Regions from separate parts of the Mus musculus genome. Here region 1 is linked to region 2. A link is a contact called in public promoter capture Hi-C data. All regions are on one chromosome and are shown on one strand. Each heading gives the region's core, a stretch centred on a gene start, on an enhancer-like site or on the middle of the called end of the contact. The rest is flanking DNA. Distances are from core to core; before and after follow the strand shown. Region 1 holds the start of 4921531C22Rik (RIKEN cDNA 4921531C22 gene). Region 2 holds the start of Mybl2 (myeloblastosis oncogene-like 2).

Region 1 (6,153 bases), core at 2,410-4,909, about 17 Mb after region 2:
GTACTTATTAGAAGTTCCTGGTGAATGCTGAAGATTAAACTTGATCTCACAGACCTCAGGGTGAAGCCTGTGTCCCTCCCCTCCCCCAGCATGACCTCTCTCATGAGGGCACTGGGAGGGACTCAGCCCTTTTCACACTCCTCTCAACTGCCAATGGTATGCTATTCCACTTGACACCTATGTGTAGCCTTGAAACCTGCCTCCCCCTCTCTCTCCACTTTACCGTGCAAAGGCTGCTATTGGCTAAACAACGTTTTATTAGAACCTATTTTCATCTTTCCTGAGTATATTTTATTATAAAAGCTATCAATGAAGGAGGAACATCAGTTAGAAAAAGTTCTGCCTACGCAGTTACAGGACAAAACTAGGATGCTTGCATCCTCTGACTACGCCTCCCCGTCTTGTTTAAAAAGATGTCGGTTTTCTAGCACTGGTGGTAATGGTTTTAAGCACCAAACATTAGCTTAGCTTTGGGTGTTTTTAAAGTAAGGTAATCAATCAGCACTCCTTATCAAAACAGCAACAGAAGCCAGGGGTACAGAGGATGGGTGTGAGTTTTCTCTTTTTTAGAAAGCATGTGGGACTTTGAAGCAGAGCTCTGGGTGTCTGCTACACACCAGACTCTGCCCTACTCTCCAGCACAAGCATGGGGGCTGATGCAGACGCAGACGCAGAGACGTGCAAATAATGAACATGTTTACATTTCCCCCAAGGAGTTATCTTCTGCTCTACACGCCAACTCTGAACCTGACCTGGAAAAGGAGGCAGCAGTGGTGCAGACAGCAGCCAATGCCCTTTTCAAATGACATCGTCCTTCTCCCAGGGAGACGGACTTCACTTGTGCAGCACTCAAAAGCAAAGGAGCCAGGGTAAGCCAGGATTGCTATGGAAGGATGCCATGGGCACCTGACTAAGCCAGCTTTCCTGATAAAAGGACAATGTGGGCACATACTTGCATTGGGGAAGTCCGTGTTAAAGTACTGTGGCATTTCGAACAGCAGACTACAAGCACAAAATGCATCTTAAACTATAAATATCAGCCATACTTTCCACCCAGAGGTCAGAATGAAGATAATGAACAAGGCATTTCAATTTCACACACAAAACACACACACACACAGCCACCCCACACACACACACACACCCTGCTCACTTCTCAGCAAACCCCAGATGTGTGGCAAGAGACATCTGCAGTTCCTAGGCCTTATGTCACACCCAGCGCCTCCTCAGAGCATGGCAGCCCCTGCAACCTCTCAAACACTTCTGGGTCCTATATCCCCATAGATAGGGCAGGTATCTCTGGACCTTTGATGAGCCTTCCCAATCCTCATTGACTTCCACAGCAAAACCCAATTCTAAAGATGCTGTAGGTCTTTCAACGTGACCCAAACCACTTTTAAGAAAACAGGAGAGGACACAGTAGCAGCATGTTTTCTAATTCTCTACTACTGCCACCGCGGCGGGCGGGCGGGCGGGCGGCGCTGCTACTACTGCTTGCACATGTCACCGTGTAATACCGGAGGAGCGCACAGGGCTTGCTCCGGCCCAGGGTTCTGTGGGAACACTCCTGCAGAGGACTCTCAAACAAAAGCAGGCTACAAGCGAGGAAAGGAGCCACTCGACAAACCCAAGGGACCCTTAGGAATTCGAGGACAACAGAGTCAGAACATGTGTGGAATCTGCAAGAGCCGAGACAGCTCCTGTGTCCCAGAATCCACATCACCATGATCTCCTGCATCCGCAGACCCCTACGCACTAAGTGTCCTACTGACCTCCAGGGATGGCAACAACAAAAAACACCCAGGGTCCACTTTCAGGCACTGATGACCACTAAACGCCTGCTCCCAGCATGGAGTCCCCAACCGGCTTCCCTGGCAACAGGAAAGCCCATGCCGCCTTCCACAGACTTCATTAGCATGCCCGTGAGTAGTCGGTTCGCCCTCTCTTGACCTCACCTGAGGAAGGAGAGAGAAGGGCCCCTCGGCTATACGGTGGTAGCCCAGAGCATCCGAATGGGACAGCAGAGTTCCCCGAGGGATCTGGGAGCTCCAGGACTGGGACGCCCTCAAAACTGGCAGGTCACCTGGGCAGGGGCCGCCCCTCGGCCTCTCGGGCCACCCGACTAGGGCACGGTCCCAGAATGCAGCCCAGAACTTCCTGGAACGCCAGGGCAGCCTGGTGCACCCGCCCTCGGCCTCCCGCCGCGCGCTGCCACTCACCTGGGGGCAGCTGGAAGTTCTGGATGTTGGTCGGGTTCTGCGGCGGCTGCGGCAGGCGCGGGGCCAGCACGGTGGGCGTCAGCGTGGCCCGGATAGCGCCGGTGGTGGCCGCCGGCGTCCGAGGCAGGCTGGGGGTCGCCGCGGCCGCACCCTTCGCCAGCCCCGCGGGGGTCCCGGGCGCAGGCCCCGGCAGCGCGCCCGGCATGGCGGGCCCGAGCAGCACACTGCCCGCCGCGCCCCCGCCCGCGACCCCCGCCGCCGCCGCCGCCGCCGCCGGCCCCGGCCCGGGCCCCGGTCCGGGCTTGGGCGCCTCGGCCTTGGCCCCCTGCGCGCCCGCGCCCGGCTGGCCCAACCCCGCGGCGCCCCCGGAGGCCGCGGCGGGGGCAGGAGCGGCCCCGTTCTGCGCGGCGGCGGCAGCGGCGGCGGCGGCGGCAGCGGCAGCGGGTGACACGGGGGGCGCGGGCGCGGCGGGGTGCCCGGGCGGCCGGGCTGGCGCGACAGGCGCTGGGGGCGCGGGCGGCGGGGGCGCGGCGGGCGCGGGCGCGGCGGGCGGCGAGGGCGCGGCGGGCGCGGGGGCCGCCTGGATGACAGAGCCGGCGGCGGGCGGCGGCGCGGGCCCGTTGTTGACCGGGCTGACAGCAGGTGCGGCGTGCGGCGCGGTGGGCGGCGCGGCGCTCCCATTCAAAGTTTGCGCGGCGCCGGGGCCGGGCGGGCCAGGCGGGCCGGGCTTGGAGGCGCCGGGGCCGGCGGGTGGGGCGGCGGCGGCGGGATCCGGCCCCGCGACGGCGGCGGCGGTGGCGGCGGCAGCGGCAGCGGCGGCGGGGCAGGGCCCCGCGCTGGCCTCGGGCAGCGGCCTCAGCTTGGCGGGCGCCGGCGCGGGCCCTGCGGGGACAAGCAAGCGGCGCGGTGAGCTGGAGCCCGGGCGCCGCGGGCCCCCACCCGCCGGCCGCGCTCTACCTGCGGGGGGCGGCTCCGGCGCCGCTGCGGGCGCGCCCTCGGCGGAGGCGGCCGGCCCTGCGCCCGCGGCTCCGGCCGGGCTGCCGCTCACAACATGGTTCCCGAGCGCGCCGGCGGCCGCGGCCCGCAGCTCGGGCGTGCGCGGCGCGAGGTGGTGGTGGTGGGCCGCGCTGGCCGCCAGCTGCGACTCGAGCGAGCCCACCAGATCGCTCACCACTTTCTCGTCCACCTCGCTGTTGAAGAAGACCTCGTCCAGCAGATCCGAGCCCGCCGCCATCTTTCCTCCTCGCCGCCGCCGCCGCCGCCGCTCGGCCGAGCGCGCCTGGGCAGGAGGAGGTTCCAGCGGGGCGGGGGGCGGTGCGCGGGGCGGGCGGGGGCGCGGCGCGCAGGGAGGGGGGAGGGGCGGCCCACTGCGCAGGCGCGCCGACACGCACCGCCCACGCCCGCGCCCCTGTGGCCTCCGATTGGCTGCGGCGGGCTCTTAAAAGACGCGGCCAATGGCTGCGAGCGCCAGAGGCCGGGGAGCAGGCTAGGCGCTGGGTGCTGGTCGGCTGTTGGAGCGCTGGTGGGAATGGCAGCGGGGCCGGGAGAGCGGCGGCTCTAGGCGCCGGGTGGGTCGCGGCAGCCGGCTGCGGGGTTCGCCCTTTGTCTGCACCCTTCCAAAATGGCTGCGGCCAGGGCGGGCGGTGACAGCTGCGCGGGCGCTCCCGGGGCCCCGGCGGTCAGAGAGGAGCAGGAGTCCTGGCACGAAGGCGCTTTCGGGGCGGAGAGGTGCGCAGAGGACGCCGCGGACACGACGGGTCAGCTCCCCTGACTTACAGCGGTTAGTACGAGGGCCGTGCACACCCCGGACGAAGCTGGACATCCGGAAGCTGATTTGTTCTTTATTTACTTTTCTCGTGGGGGAGGGGGGGGTTGGTTGTAAATCCTCTAAACTGATGCTTGCTGGCACTTTGTAGGAACATTTTCGTTACCATTTCTCCCCTTTCTTTCTGGGTGTTTTCTTAACCAAAAGGCCGTCTTATTGGACATCGCTATGGATTTCGTCTTTCCTTTTTTTTTTTTTTTTTTTTGAAAAGGCCGAAAACAAATTCCAGATGGCAAAGCTTGTTGGGGACCTCAACGCAACTGACCTTCCTAGAATCATCGTCACCTCTGAAGAGACTTGCCACGGTCTGCACAGATCCAGCACTGGGGAATGAGGAATTTGACACTGTAATTTTTTTTTTTTCCTTTCGTGCCTTGAAAGAGACTCTTCCCACCAGCTTTTACTACCCACACACACCCTCCATGCACTCGGAAGATGAAGGCAGGAGGAAAAGGAGTTCAACCTTTGTTATGCATTTAGTTGGAGGCCAGCCTGGGGGTCTTGTGGGGCCCTGTATCAAAAAGGTGAGGTGAGAACTATTCTCTCAAAAGCAGAGTATAAACTCTCAGCCTGTGTGCTGATCCTGTCCCAGCCTTTTAAACTAAATGAGTTATATAACTACTATACAAACCCCACCCTACCCCAGCTGTCCTCTAAGCAATAGTCTACCTAAGGAACTGTGCGCCTTGAAGCCAAAAAACAAAACAAACAAACAAACCCCACAGTGCCCTCACTTGCAAAGTGTGCTTGGGAATCCTTAAATAACAGAAATTTTGTTCTTGAACATCAGCCTCCAGATTTGGAAAGCCAGTAAAAAGAAAGAGACAATGAGGAAGCAGGTTGGGTGCTAGAAGCCAGTATAGGCTTGACACACACTAGAAGGAACAGAAATTCACAGTTGTAAATAAAACCCACGAGTCTTCTTTTGACACAGGAGAACACGTTCAGGGCCAAGAGCATCATCCTGAGTGAGTGGGACACTACTTAGTCACAGCCCCCAGCCACAAGTCACAGAATTCTTTACTCTTGATAATGGTTTGAAGATTTTAAAGTGGACCAAAGGATCAGAAGGTTCTTGCTAATCCTCTTGATGCCGGTTAATGGGACCCACCAGTTAGGTGTACAGTAGCCTGTACCCCGAAGCCATTAGGTGACAGGGAGCACAACAATGAGAGCCATAGCAAAGCCCAGGCTCTGGAGCTCACAGGCCTCTTGGTACCACGGTACACAGCCTCCTTCCATTCTTAAGCATCTGCTAATGACACAGCCCCTGAGCCACCAAGACTTAAGTTACAGGTGCAGGGTTTAGGGTCTGTGCCCACCAGTCCCTTCATTCCTTGCTGCAGAGCCCAGTGTGGGAGCCACACATCTTTCAGGTAGCTGTTTTCAAGTGCAGAGCTCTTAAGACTGAAGTGGGTGGAGCTAAAAAGTCTCCTCCCCTCCTCAAAATCTATATGCAAGGGGCAGTAGACACTATTAAAGCCTTAACCTTTGTCACTCTGGAGACTGAAGAACAAATTTTCTTTAAATTGTCTCTCCCTTTGATACATTGCCATAGGCCATTATGACTTTCATAGTTTGAACTAGCATTAAAAGAGAAAAGGAAGAATCATTAAATATAAAGTATAAATAAAACACCCATTTTGTAGAAACAGGGGACAACCTTTTGCAAGTAGGTTCCTGCCACCATAGGTTTAAGGGATCAAATTTTTATCAGGCTAATATGGCAACTACTTTTATCTGCTTAACCATTTCACCAGCACAAGATGTTTAATTAAAAAAAAAAAAAAAAAAGGCAAAGCGGAGGGATAAGGAGATGGCTCGCTTGGTGAAATGATAGGATATGAGTTGAATCCCAGTACCCACATGAAAACACTGGGTATAGCAGCATGCATCTGTAATCCCAGCTATGGGGAGGTGGGGATCACAGTATTCCTGGGTCTCACTGGCCCAGAAAGTGTAGTGAAATATCCTGTCTCAAAAAATAAGAATGATTGAGGAATACACCTGTATACCTGATGCTGACCTCTAACCTCCATGCATACATGCACGCACCACAGAGAGACAGACAGACAGACAGACAGAGACACAGGCAAGAGTGCACACTAG
Region 2 (5,841 bases), core at 2,474-4,973:
CTCTGCCTCATGAGTGCTTTGTTACAGGTATGTGCTATTATGCTCAGCCTTTTTCTTTTTATCCTTCTCCTTTCCTTCCTTCCTTCCTTCCTTCCTTCCTTCCTTCCTTCCTTTCATTCTTTCTCTCCTCCTCCTGCTTTTGTTTTGATGATGTTGCTACTGCTAGATATTACTTAGGTGCTCATGGCTACACAAGCGCTGAACCTCTGAGTCACATTATTAGCTCTCTTTTTACTTTTATGAAAGATTTCACTTAAGTTGCCCAGCCTGGCCTTGAACTTGTTATCCTCCTGCCTCAACTTCCTAAGAAGAAGATAGGATTCCAGATCTGTGTTATGTCCAGCTTTTAAGCATCTTTTGTGCTTTTGGTACTGACTGCATTTTGAAGAGAGCGCCAGATCTAGACTGTGATCAGAAAGGAGGCAAGAATGGCGTGGAAGTCTTGCCAGTCTCTGAGAATCCTCCTCATCTACTCCTCCTCTCTCCCACCCACCTTCTCCCCCCCCCCCCTTTTTTCTTTTGATCGGGAATCTCCCTAGATAGGGAGCAGCTTGAACATTCCATTCTTCTGCCTGAGCCTTCCAGAATGCTGAAATTTCAGGCATGCACCACTACTGCAAGGAGATTTACCTTTGGGGTACAGGGTCTCCTTATATCTCAGTCTGGCCTGGAAGTCACAGTGTAGTGAAGGCTGGTCTTGAACTTGGGATTCTCCTGCCTTGGCCTTCCGAGTACAGGGATTAGACAGGTGACGCCACACCTTGCATAGATTTTCAAATCTTTCTCCTCCCTGCTAAGCTATGGGTGTTCTTTGTCATTCCCTACATTGTCCACTCTGCCAGTTCCTAAATAACCCAACTCTATAGAGCTGAAAGTGACCTGATTGGGTAGGTGCACGCAGCTTCCTTCTGCCAGCCCAGCACCTGTGTGATCAGTGCAGTTTACTGAATGGCTTTTTGTCTTAGTTTGCTTAGTGGGTGGAGCTTGTTTATAGGTTGGTTGCCTGGCAGGCAAAGGCCCAGAGTTTGAAGTGTGGCCCTACAAAGCAAAGCAAAACCAAAACAAAAGTTGCTCAGTAGATGGATGCTGGGACTCTGGACACAGGCAGGTGATCCTACTTATTATTTACCATCAGTCAATAACTTTGTGTCCTTCTTGTTGCTAGGCCAAGAGTATTTTAACAAGATTTGATCTTTGTCTTCTTGACAAAGGAATAGCCTTGATTTGGAAGCCCAGGACAGATAATTGAATGGCTAAATGACTAGAGCCTTTCCTTCCCAAGAAGGTACTTCCAGGCCCCCTCCCCCAATGCAATTCTGTTATCCGTTCTGAGCCGAGAGACCACTCCCAGGTTTGACTGCCCCGGGATTCTAGGAATGCTCTCCCCAGGGGTTATGTGTTGACTTGCTGATAACTAGAGGACACACTGGTGGAGGTCACCAGATTCCTTGTGACACTGGAGTGACCTTGCTGCCCCAACCCTGATCTCCAGGCTCCTCTAGCTCTGGTGTCCTGTTTAACTGGCTCCAGTTTCTGGTCCCATGTGGACTCCGCATCTGCTCTCTGCATTTTGCCTCAGGCACTTACCTTGTGCAAATTTCTAGGCCCTGCTTTTGCTCACAAGGAGATTGGTAATCTGAGGGAGTGTGTGTGCAGCCTGCGGAGCAGCTTCTTGGACTTCAGAGGGCAAGTGTGAAGACAGGTAAAGGCAGAATATAATCATAGGACCAGCAGAAAGGCTACAGGGGTTGAGTAAGGCATGTAGGGTGGCCTAGGTCTACCCTCAGCAACAAAAGCCACCTAACAGTGATATAATACTTATATGTGCCTTATACATATTCATGTACTTGTATTGCTTAGAGTTAAAGGTTTGTACACAGTACCCCAAAATAAAGTGTAGGAGAAAATAATCTCCCACTTCTCCAACATGCTTTGACCTGGTTATTCTGCAGGGACTATAGACAAGGAAATAACTTTGCAAGGCAGTCCTTTTGTAAAAGAAATTTACATTTGTAAAGGAAATCTGCGTTAGCCTGCATTCTGTACTAGGAACCGGCTGATGCCTATATCTTTCTTTTAACTGGGAGACTTTTATCTGCATGACAAGACCACCTGTTTGCCACATAATTCCTTTCCTTATCCCTAGTTAGCTTGTGTCACCACCATTCCTACAGAAGTCCTTGGACCTCATTCCTTTTTGTACCCCAGGAAGCTTCAAACGTCTGAGCCTTTGTATGATGTCATTATTTTACAGGACTCCAATGGATATGCAAGTAATTAAACCTGAGTTTCCTCCCGTTAATCTATTTCCTATCCATTTAATTTGCAAACAAGCCAAAGATGCTAGGAGGAAAGCCATTTGCCCTTTCCTTACCCCTTTCCTTACTATAAACTCTAGAACTACAGTTTGGGGAAGTCAGTGCCTCAGTTTCTCCATCTGCTATCGGGTAATACAAGCATATAACTCATTGGGTTGTTATGAAGATCAAAGGTTTCTATGAACTGTTTTTGTAGGTGAGGAAGCAGGCATGGAGAAGTTTGATAATTTGAGATAATGGAACTAGGGAAAGGTAGGCTGGGAATCACCCCCGAGGAGATCTCACTGTAAAGCACACTAGCCGTGAAGAGCAGCGATCCACATGAACTCCTTTGAAGGGAGAGGGGTGGGGGGAAGCCTTGAATTAAGCCAGGTGAAAACTTGTAGCTTTCAAGTCTTCATCCTTCTGTAGTAAATGAAGTTTTCGGAGTTGTACTGTCTAAAAGGGGCCAGCAGTTTTTGGAAAGAGATCTGAGGCCTGAGCCTAAAGGGCATTTGGCTGGGGTTCTTCCAGGCTCCTATCCTTTCAGGGAGTCCCAGTAAGATGACACTCAGTTTTTAGGTAGTAAATGACAACCTGAAAGAGACAACCCTTGCCATCAGAAATTGAACGTAAGCCAACAAGCCTTCCCCCTGGGCTTAATACATTTCCTAGGAAAGGCTGCTGGGATCCCAGAATGCTCACAGTTCAGCAGAGGAAATGCGCACAAATGCAAGCAGATGGGCAGGAGACCCCAGTCGGGGAAGATGTGGGGAGTTCCTGGTCCAAATACGGCCCAAGCAAAAGCTGCAAGACTTAATTTCGCCTCTCTGTGTCTTGGCGTGGTGATCTGGAAGGCCGTTACTAAATGGAGTTACAAAGATTTAACCCGGACAGAAGAGAGGTTTAAGTTTGGTGAGAGAAATGTTGGGATTTTGAGCTGGGTCTCTCTGAGGCAGCTGAAGAAGCAAGAGGCTTGCAAAGGAAAAGATACAAACCCAGTCAAAGGGAGCATGGGGGCTCTAGGGATAGTGGCTTGGACCGTCCCAAGCAGTGACAATTTGGGCGGGAAGTTTCTCCTATTCAGTTCTTCCAGTCTTTGCTATGTGTGTGGCTCGGGGTCTATCTAAGATTCACACAGAGCCAGGCCTCGCGCCTCATTGAATCCCTAAGGTAGGTGTATCTGGACACAGTAGATTGCCAACTAACAGAGCATCTGCCCGCTTGCACATTCGGTTTCTGCCCTCCGGTAAACCACTCCCCTCTTCCCCATGCTTGGGCTCCGCCCCTACAGTAGGCCCCTCCTAGGGTTCTGGCGCGCGGGCTCCGCCCCTCGTGTCTTGTACGCTTCGCCCCTTCCGTATGCTCCGCCCCTGCGCTCGCGCGCCAGGGCCGGGCGGCGCCGACGCACTTGGCGGGAGATAGGAAAGTGGTTCTGTGCGCTCCCTAGGCAGCTGCAGTTCCTGGGAACGTGCGACCAGACCTGCAGACACGCTGACGCCTGAGAGCACCGCCTGGGGCCCGGAGCGGCTCGAGCAGCCTGAGTCCTGACCCCGGCCCGGCTCCCGCTCCGGGCTCGGCCGGCGGGCGTAAGGGTGCGGCGGGGTCCGGGCCGGGGGGATGTCTCGGCGGACGCGCTGGTGAGAGGCTGCGGGCGCGCTGGGGTCCTCTCCCTTCTCCTTGGGTCGGCAAGCGTGAGATGGGGATCCCCGGGAGAAATGCACCCTGCGCCGCCCGATGCAGGGGCGCGCGCCACGTTAAGAGGCTATCGGGACCCCCTCGCTCGGTTCCTGGGCCTCCTGGGCCCGGGAGTCTGAAAGCGCGGGTTCCCCCTCTAGACCGGGTCCCAGCCCTGGGTGAGGTCCATCATCTCCCGCCTAATTGCAGGGTGGGGAAGGAAGGCTGTCGCTCGCGGTGTCAGCTGGAGGCCCATTACTGGGTAGGGAGAATGTCTCCCCTTGTCGCAGCGAGTGGAAGGCAGAAGCCTGGGAGACACTTGTCGATCAAGAGTGGCTCGAATTTGCTGGCGTTCCTTTCTTGTTAGCATTCCGGGAAGCACAAAGCCCCTGGGCCCTCCGCGGGATGCGAGACGGGGAATTCGTTGTCTCATGGGGTTTCGGCGGCCGGTTCGGTTTGGTTTCAGAAGCCTTCTTCCTGTCCCACGCTAGTTTTGGGCAGTTGGGGATGAGTAAAGACTATTGGTGTGCAACGAGACTGCTCTGCTAGCAGCCTCTGAGCCAAAGGCAGGAACTGGGTTTCCCTCTTAGTTCCCTAGAGGTTAGGTGGCTGGGTCAAGTCTGGACTTTTGGGACACCTGTGTATCTGGGGCCTAATCGCGGGGCTTTCCAGCCTTTCTAAGGCGTGGGATAATTGGGTTCTGCTGTGTTCCTTCTGGGTCTTTCCAATTCAGAACGCCTTTCCACCGTCTTCAGATGGCCGAACCTGGCCTAGGATGAAGATAAGGCACAGAGATGCCTGCTTGCTTACTTGCAGAGTTCTTCGTGGCTGGGTTGGGTATTGGTTTGGTCTGTGGGTGCTGATCAGGGTGGCTTCCCATGCCCCGGTGTCTAGGACAGTTCAGTGCCCAGGAAGGGCATCTGGAAGTACTAATCCCAGAGCCCCGGGCTTATCTGAGGGTCTCTTTTGTGAAGTGTGGACTCTGTGCCCCTGCATCCTCACGAGCCTTTCTCTGCCACATGGTGTGACTCCCTGTACCCCAGTGGCCCACTTCCCTCTTGGCCTCTGACTCACCTTTCCCTGGAGCATAGCCCAGAACGTACAAGGGCAAGAGAAAGGGTATGTGTATATACAAAAGTGTGACTTTTCTTTAAACAGCACACTGGCCTCTGCTTTTCATGCTACGGTTCCTAGGGAGGTTAGGGTGTAAAAATGTGGAGCTTGGTGTGACATAATCGTTGTCGGCCTCACTTTTCCCGTCTGTTAAATGGAGCCCTTGAGAATGCGCAAGAAGGTGTGTGACTGATGGATACTCCCATCTGTTTAATAGTGTGACCATGCCGGGTAGCAGCAACACATGTCTTTAATCACAGCACTCAGGCAGGTGAATCTCTTCAGTATACAGGACAGCATGGTTTGCAGAGTGAGTTCCAGGGCAGCCAAGGCAACATAGAGATACCTATCTCAAAGGACCCCCGCCCTCCAAATACTGTCACTATTACACAGCACTGAGGCTTCAGGCTCTCTTACACAGAGCCTTTTCCCTAGGACACCGGCTGAGCTTCTAATAGAATCTGGGCCTCGTGCTGGGTTTTGGAGAAGCAAACTCAACTGATAATGTTTAGTAGATTTTGCCTCCTGCTTTACAATGGTAGGTGGGGCGTGCATTGGGTCAGCACTGACAATACAAATCTGCTTTCTGGATTCTGTGACGCGTATTGCTAGGCTTAGGAACTTCTTTTCGTTTTCGTCGGGATTTTTTTTTAGAATTGTTTCGTAGGCAGCATCTTTGCAAGTATCCATTCATTCACAAATCCACTCCTTCCCTGGGCAAATATTTCTTTAGGCCTTTTCTGTGCCAAATTCC

Evidence for each region. Promoter capture Hi-C pulls out the DNA fragments that hold promoters and counts their contacts.
Region 1: a contact with region 2 is called in a promoter capture Hi-C map of pre-B cells. The contact joins the promoter of 4921531C22Rik here to the promoter of Mybl2 in region 2.

The regions. Positions count from the first base shown.
Region 1 is chr2:179,973,194-179,979,346 of GRCm38.p6, forward strand. 4921531C22Rik (RIKEN cDNA 4921531C22 gene) reads left to right here and starts at 3,660. Exons shown (of 2, transcript NR_033782.1): 1 at 3,660-3,999; 2 at 4,256-5,820. It overlaps Taf4 (TATA-box binding protein associated factor 4), which reads right to left and starts at 3,453. Exons shown (of 15, transcript NM_001081092.1): 1 at 2,220-3,453. The coding sequence starts at 3,453.
Region 2 is chr2:163,050,912-163,056,752 of GRCm38.p6, forward strand. It overlaps Mybl2 (myeloblastosis oncogene-like 2), which reads left to right and starts at 3,724. Exons shown (of 14, transcript NM_008652.2): 1 at 3,724-3,937. The coding sequence starts at 3,918.